2 separate regions of the Pan troglodytes genome follow, and region 2 is linked to region 1. A link is a contact called in public Hi-C data. All regions are on one chromosome and are shown on one strand. Each heading gives the region's core, a stretch centred on a gene start, on an enhancer-like site or on the middle of the called end of the contact. The rest is flanking DNA. Distances are from core to core; before and after follow the strand shown.

Region 1 (3,265 bases), core at 495-2,994:
GAGAACACTTGGGCTAGTCCTTGGTTTCCACATTTCCCTGGGTCATTGTTTTTCTTTCTCACTAGATGCCAGCTTGTTTGCTTTGAGGAAAACATATGGGGGGTGGTGGCTTTAACGCTGGCTTGAGGACGGGGAGGCAGGAGGAGTAGGCAGCCTCGGCTCACGGGCCCTGCCCAGGAGGGCTGCTCTCAATGTTCCCCAAAGAACCAAACAGCCGGGTCCTGCTTCCTTAGGGGTGGTGTCATGTCAGCCTGTGCATCACGGTGGCACAGCAGAGGTCCCGGTTGCCAGCGTGGTCCCTCCCAGCCTCGCTTCTGTGACCTTCTGCCCACCTGAGCCTGAGTTGAAAGTCAGTCCTCCAGGTTCCTGGTTTGGTGTTCAAGGCTCATCACCAGAGGGAGATCTAGGAGTTTATGGGGTTCTAGATGGGCCCAGGGAGGAGGACCCAGGCTGAGCCATGAGCTGAGAACACCAGCAGTGAGTGGGCCAAGCCCCTGAAAGGACACAGATGGGCAGAGTCCTGCTGCATCCTGGGGGCGCCGCATGCTGGCTGGGCAGACCCTGCGCTGACCTCGACAGGGCTCTGCCCTAATCCTGGGAAAAAGGGAGGCTCAGCAGGCCGGCAGCCATTCTTTCCCAAGCTGGACAGCCAAATCCCTCTTTTAAGCCCCCTGAATAAAAGAGCTGAAATGAACTTGCAGAATAAGCAGGCCCTCGGGGCCCCTCTGCTGCACAGCAGGCGGAGCAGGAGGCGCTCTGAGCAGAGCCCCCAGCCCTCCCCTAGTGCAGGGTCCCAGCAGCAGGGAGAGTGCAGGTGTGTGCAGGAGGCTGGCTGACTTCCCTGCAGGGAAGCGACCCAGCATGTCCCCCAAGACCTCTCCGTGTTTATGGTAGACTGGCCCTTCACCCTGGGGGCAGGGGACCCTTGCTGCTCCCTCCCTGTCCCCCCTTCTTCTGTGGCCATTGCCACTCACCTGGGAGCTCAGGTGTTGGGGGCTGAGCAGCAGTGCCCCAGCGCGGAGCCTCCACGTGCTGTCCTCGTACTTCCTTCGTGGGCGCCGCTGCTCCCCTGGGCGCCTCAGCCCAGCTCCTCTGCTGACAGCCCGCTGCTGTCTCTGCCTGGCTTTTTTGTTGTTGGTCGTCCTGGAGATCCAAGTGTCAAATTACCGTCGCGAGGGGGAGCCCGAGGAAGCCCTGCTTGGGAACTTGTCCTCCAACTTCATGTCCCGGTGCCTCACCTCTGCCCTGAGAGGGCTGCTCAGGGACAAGAGAAGCTCCCTCTCTCCTCCTCCTTCCTCCTCCTCCCCCTCTCCCCCACTCCCACGCCGTGGGCTGGGCCTGGGTTGGGAGCTGAAGAAAGAAGTCGGCTCTCTGCCTCCCTGGCCAGGAGGACCCTGGGGAGGCTCCACCTGAGCCTGTGGAGGGGAGTCCTGCAGCGCTCTCAGGTCTGGGGCACCCACCCTGCCCTCAGGAAGGCCACCCCTTCTGTCCCTCTGGCCACTCCCTGGCTGGTCCCTCCCTCTGGCCTCTCTCAGGAACAACAGTAAACAGTGGGGAGCTGGTGGCCCTCCCAAGCTGAGCAGGAGGCTTTGCAACCAGTCCCTGGGGAGGCCCTTGTGCCGCTCAGCATCTGAAGGCGTCTTGGGGGAGAACTTGGAATCCTGAGTGACCCGGGAGTGGCCTGCGCGCCCGGCAAGGCGCCTCATGTTCCTTGTGAGGTGAGGGCCTTCTGCTGGGGCTGTGACCGCACTCCTGGCCCAGCTGTCAGGGCAGGGCTCCAGAGTCCAGGGGCCGGGCCCTGTGACATTTGCCTGGTTGTGCCTCCCAGCAGGCCAGGCTGTGTGGAGAGAAACCGACCCCAGCCCCGCTGTCAATGGAGCTCTTTGAGTCCGAGCACAAAACCCCAGTGAGTCAGGGCCTGAGGAGGGCAGGGGGAGGAAGCCAGCCATGTGGTCACACCACTCGGATGCCAGAGCCTCCCAGAGGCTGGACAGGCGGCCGCTGTGCGGGCGCACGGACTCCTGGGGATGAACCATTTGTTGCATTTACTCATTGGAGCAGAGTGGGGGCAGGAGCGCCCTCTGGTGACCTGTCCCAGCCCAGGTCAGGCTTCAGAGCTGCGTTCACTCAGCTAAAAGAAAGTCAGCCAGGCCTTGCTTCCTTACCGGGGTGTTGCAATCAGCCTTGCATCCTTGAGCCTGCGCCTTGGGGTCGCAGCCCCTCAAAGGGCTTCTTGCAGCCGCAGCAGTGCTCACACTGGGAGGAGTTCTAGTTAGAGCAGTTAACGCCAGCTATTCTTGTCCCTGGGATGTGGCACCCCAGACAGCCCTGCCTGTGTTCCAGCATCTCCTCTTGGGCTTCCCTACCCTGTGCCACGTTCCTGGTGGCAGGAATGGCTGTTTATAAGGAGCCTGAGAGAGCTATGGCCCCTCTTGCGGCCTCTGCAGCTGCCCCAAGGGTCGACAGCCACCCCCATGCAGAGGGAACAGAGATGCGACAGAGCCTCGTGGGCCAGCCAGAGGCTGCTCCCTGCTCCCAGCATGGGCAGAGGCCGCTCACCCCAGGAGGGCTGCAGCAGGGTTGGGACAGAGGAAGACGAGAGGAGGACTCCAGGCGAGGCTGCGTCTCCCTGGCTAAAGGCCCCACCTGTGACACCCTCACGGGTTGATGATGGGACATATTACTACACAGCCATGCCTGCCTTAGCAATGCAAATACGTTTTGAGAAATTTAACTTGTCATTGTGCGGTCACAGAGTATACTTAGGGAAATCAAACAGCAATTCCAGGGAAGAGAAGGAAAAAAAAATCAAGCGGCACAGCCTCCTACACACCCAGGCCATGCGCTACAGCTTGTTGCTCCTAGACCACAAACCTGTACATCACGTTACTGTCCTGAGTACCGTATGCAGTTGTAACACAGTGGTATTCACCTATCTAAGCACACATAAGCATAGAAAAAGTACAGTAGAAATACAGTGTTAGAATCGTAGGGGACCACCGTTGGCTGTGCAGTCATTCCATGGGGCATGAATGTACTGTAATGCACTTCAGACATCACCTCAGCCATCTTCGCTCAGTCTGTGAGGGCTGTGCCTTTCTGCACCATCTTACTGATGGGAGGGAATGCATGGGCTTTAGGAGGTGAAGTGTGTCACCCAAAAGACAGCCTTCATGGCAGAGCCAGCATCTACATCCCATTGCCAGAGGACAGAGGGGAGGAGCAGAGGAGTAACTGGACAGAGTGGGGTTCACATCCTGCTTCC
Region 2 (3,501 bases), core at 295-2,794, 34 kb before region 1:
GGATGGAGCTAACCATGAAATGGAACACTGTTGGCACAGTTCCAAAATCTGACAAATGAAATTGTGCTTTCAGTAGCTCTGGATCTGGGAGATTTACCTACCGACTGTCTACTGTTCTCATCTTCTTCTTCTTCATAACCATCTTCATCACCCCCTAGACGAGAAAAGTCATCCTCCCCATAGGCATCAGATACCAATCCGCCTTTCTCCTCTGAAAGGTTAAAAAACAAACAAACAAACAAACAAACAAAAAGCAAGAAAAAAAAACAAGAGTTACAATGTAAGAAAAAATGTCCAGAGATTTGAGTGGCCAAGACTATCTCTGAAGATACAAAGGGAACCTAAATCTCATGTTAAGTTACAATAGGCCCAGATTCGGCTCTCTGAGAAGGCCAGCATTTACTGAATAAAATCATTAAAAGGTCAGGGAACAAAACCGAGTACTAAATTCTGTTTCTAATGCTATAAACACTAGATAAACACTAAAGTGTTCATAGGAAACCATCAGAGAACTTTCTGACTGGAAGAGACCACACAAAATCACAAAACATGGAAGTACCTAACCTAATCCAATCCCCTTCACTTTCCAGATGAGGAAGCTAAGGTCCTGATATGTTGTTAGGTAACTTGTTCTTTATTCTCCCAAAGAAATCTGTTTCCATTATCTAACATTGTGCTTCTCAACCTGAGGAGGAGAACATCACCGTTAGGCTTTAAAAACTCACAAAATAAGAAAAATCACCTGGGATCCTTAAAAAGTTCACAAATGCCCACATCCTACCCCAGTTCTACCGAATTAGGTTCTCTCACTTTGGGCATCAGATACGTTTGTTTTTAAAAGCTCCAAGATGTGTTTAGGGCACATTCCTAACTAAAAGTTATAAAGTTAACGAACACAATCTTTACCATCTTCCACGTATGTTTTACTTATCGCTCTCCCTCATCAAACAACGAGCCCAGGGGAAACAGGCAGTGGCTGAGCAGCCGCTCCCTCTTCGTCCATCCCTCTGTCTATCACTATAACCGGCACGGAGTCTTTCAGTAAGTTTAGGCAAATTAATCGAAATAACGGGAAGGAGATTCTTCATTCTTAGTCCACAGTCTCTAATGCTCTATCTCACCCCGGACCCTGGACCATTCTCCGGGGTCCGGTGCTTGGAGCACAATGACCATCTTGTTCCCTCCCGCCCAGCGAGGGTACAGCATTCCGGGCAGACACCCGATTCCCCCTTCCAGCTTCGCACTTGGGCCTTACCAGCCGCGCTGCCCACCGCCTCGATTCCAGCCTCGCCATCAGACTCGGGCTCTGAATCTTCCGCGTAAACTGCGAGGGACGACAGAACATTCTTCTTCCCCGCCATCTTATTCCCACAGCTCGGGCGTGGCTCACTCCTATGACTCAAGACGCCGACTTCCGGGCGGAAAGGCAGGTTCTTTCGGATCCCAGGAGACCCCGCGCCACACTGGAAACCAATCAAAACGGCAGTTTCCTGAGCCTGGCTCCGCCCTCATGCCAGCGTTCTACGTCATCACTGCGCGACGGATATAAGATTGCGTGGGTTCTGCCTAAAGCTCAATTACCAGCGCTTTGGCTTCTCTGAGTTGGGGTTGTGTATAGGGGTCTTCGAACAGTGCTGGAACCAGCCAGCAGCCTTTAATTCTTGGGCGGACCACGGCCGGTTCTGATATCTTAGGGTGAAGAGAGGGAGGTGTCGGCCAGCCAAGAGAGAAAATTGCGGATCTTGGGCTCAGGAAGACGGGAGAAGGGGTTCGGGGTCCCGGGGTGGAAGCACGGTCGTCGTGGTTGCGCTTATAGAAGTAGGAGCAGGTGGTGGATCTTAGGAAAACGGTTCCCCGTTCTCCAAGCTGTTCTGAAGACATTTATGTTTCTTCTCTTGATCTGATTTCTAGCTCTGCTATACCGTGGCCTGGAATAGTTCAATGTTTTTATTTTCATTGAGCGTAAAAGTGGAGATGTTAATTACTCAGGAATGTATTGCTTGAGGCAGTTCACCTTCAGCTTTATTACTTAAAAATAATACATTATTTAAGTGTAATATAGCAAATTGTTACAGAAAAATAATCTGTATTTTTAATGCAAAACAGAGGGTTCTCGTGGCAACCTTTTACTACCTTTGCCTTAACCTTTGGCCACTGTTCTTGGCTAAGATGAGCAGCCACCATACCACCTTTCCTTTTGACCCTGAGCGGCGAGTCCGGAGTACGCTGAAGAAGGTCTTTGGGTTTGACTCTTTTAAGACGCCTTTACAGGAGAGTGCGACCATGGCTGTAGTAAAAGGTAACATTACCAAGCTACCTTCCTTTAAATTTATGCTGGCTATACCATAACGCTGCGGCAGAACACCCTCCTCCTCACCCTTCGTACTGCCTCACCTTTGGTCCATAACTGGATTTGGAAATCTTTAGAGTTGTCAAAGCTTGTAGTTTCGTTTATTTGTTTTAATTAGAGATGGGGTCTTGGCATGTTGCTCAGGCTGGTCTCCAAATCCTGGGCTCAGGCAATCATCCCACCTCGGCCTCCCAAGGTGCTGGGATTACAAGCATGAGCCACCACGCCCGGCCCAAAGCTTGTAGTTTTAGTGGCAGAACCACCCGGCTGGTCTATATTTCATAGCTAGATTTACACATGGTCTTTGAAAACACTTCAGATTCTCATTATTGTTCGTTTGTACACACAAACGAACAGCAACAGTGAGGGTGGCAGGAGTAACTTAACTCGGTCACTGGCCTCCTAGGTAATTCCCTTGTTGAAGGTTGAGTGGCCTTGGTCCCAGATAGAGAAGGAAAGAGTAATAATGTTATAAACCTGAGATACGGTGACAAATGGAAGTTGCCAAGAGGCGAGCAGCAATGTAATATTAATGATACATGTCTAAACAAAAGCCCTCTAAGTAATGTCCTCTCATGTCTACACAGATGTACCCACTCATCTAGCAGTACTCTGCTTTCATGGCTATTTAGTTCAATCATCCATATCACAGCAGACTCAGACTTCTTTTTTTTTTTTTTTTTTTTTTTTTTGAGACAGAGTCTTGCTCTGTCGCCCACACTGGAGTGCAGTGGCGCGATCTCGGCTCACTGCAACCTCCGCCTCCTGGGTTCAAGCAATTCTCCTGCTTCAGCCTCCCGAGTAGCTGGGATTACAGGCACGTGCCACCATGCCTGGGTAATTTTTGTATTCTTAGTAGAGACAGAGTTTCACCATGTTGGCCAGGCTGGTCTCAAACTCTTGCCCTCGTGATCTGCCTGCCTCAGCCTCCCAAAGTGCTGTGATTACAGGCGTGAGCCACTGCGCTTGACCCAGACTTTTTAAATCTTGTTTTTAACCATTACTAGAAATGGTTTGGGCATGTATCCAAGTTTCCCAGGATCCTTGCCTTTTTCATAGAAAGGACAGGAGGGGAATTAGGATTACATCGAGACCCTCCCATGTGCCAGACACTCTGCTAGGTGCTTTTCCTACATTCTCATTTAATTTTC

Evidence for each region. Hi-C and Micro-C count contacts between places; a contact is called where the count stands out from the background.
Region 2: a Hi-C map of stem cell-derived neural progenitor cells shows a contact between it and region 1, with 1.5 times the contacts expected there. The contact joins the promoter of RECQL5 here to the promoter of SMIM5 in region 1. A contact is called at or near these places in 1 of 7 Hi-C or Micro-C datasets (stem cell-derived neural progenitor cells) and 1 of 1 datasets of contacts at active chromatin or transcription factors (stem cell-derived excitatory neurons).

What each region holds. Positions count from the first base shown.
Region 1 is chr19:88,632,695-88,635,959 of NHGRI_mPanTro3-v2.0_pri, reverse strand. SMIM5 (small integral membrane protein 5) reads right to left here and starts at 1,744. Exons shown (of 3, transcript XM_003953188.4): 1 at 975-1,744. All of the region lies in intron 7 of RECQL5 (RecQ like helicase 5), which reads left to right.
Region 2 is chr19:88,666,001-88,669,501 of NHGRI_mPanTro3-v2.0_pri, reverse strand. It overlaps RECQL5 (RecQ like helicase 5), which reads left to right and starts at 1,544. Exons shown (of 20, transcript XM_009433296.4): 1 at 1,544-2,299. The coding sequence starts at 2,170. SAP30BP (SAP30 binding protein) reads right to left here and starts at 1,515. Exons shown (of 13, transcript XM_054670682.2): 1 at 1,256-1,515; 2 at 102-211. The coding sequence starts at 1,361.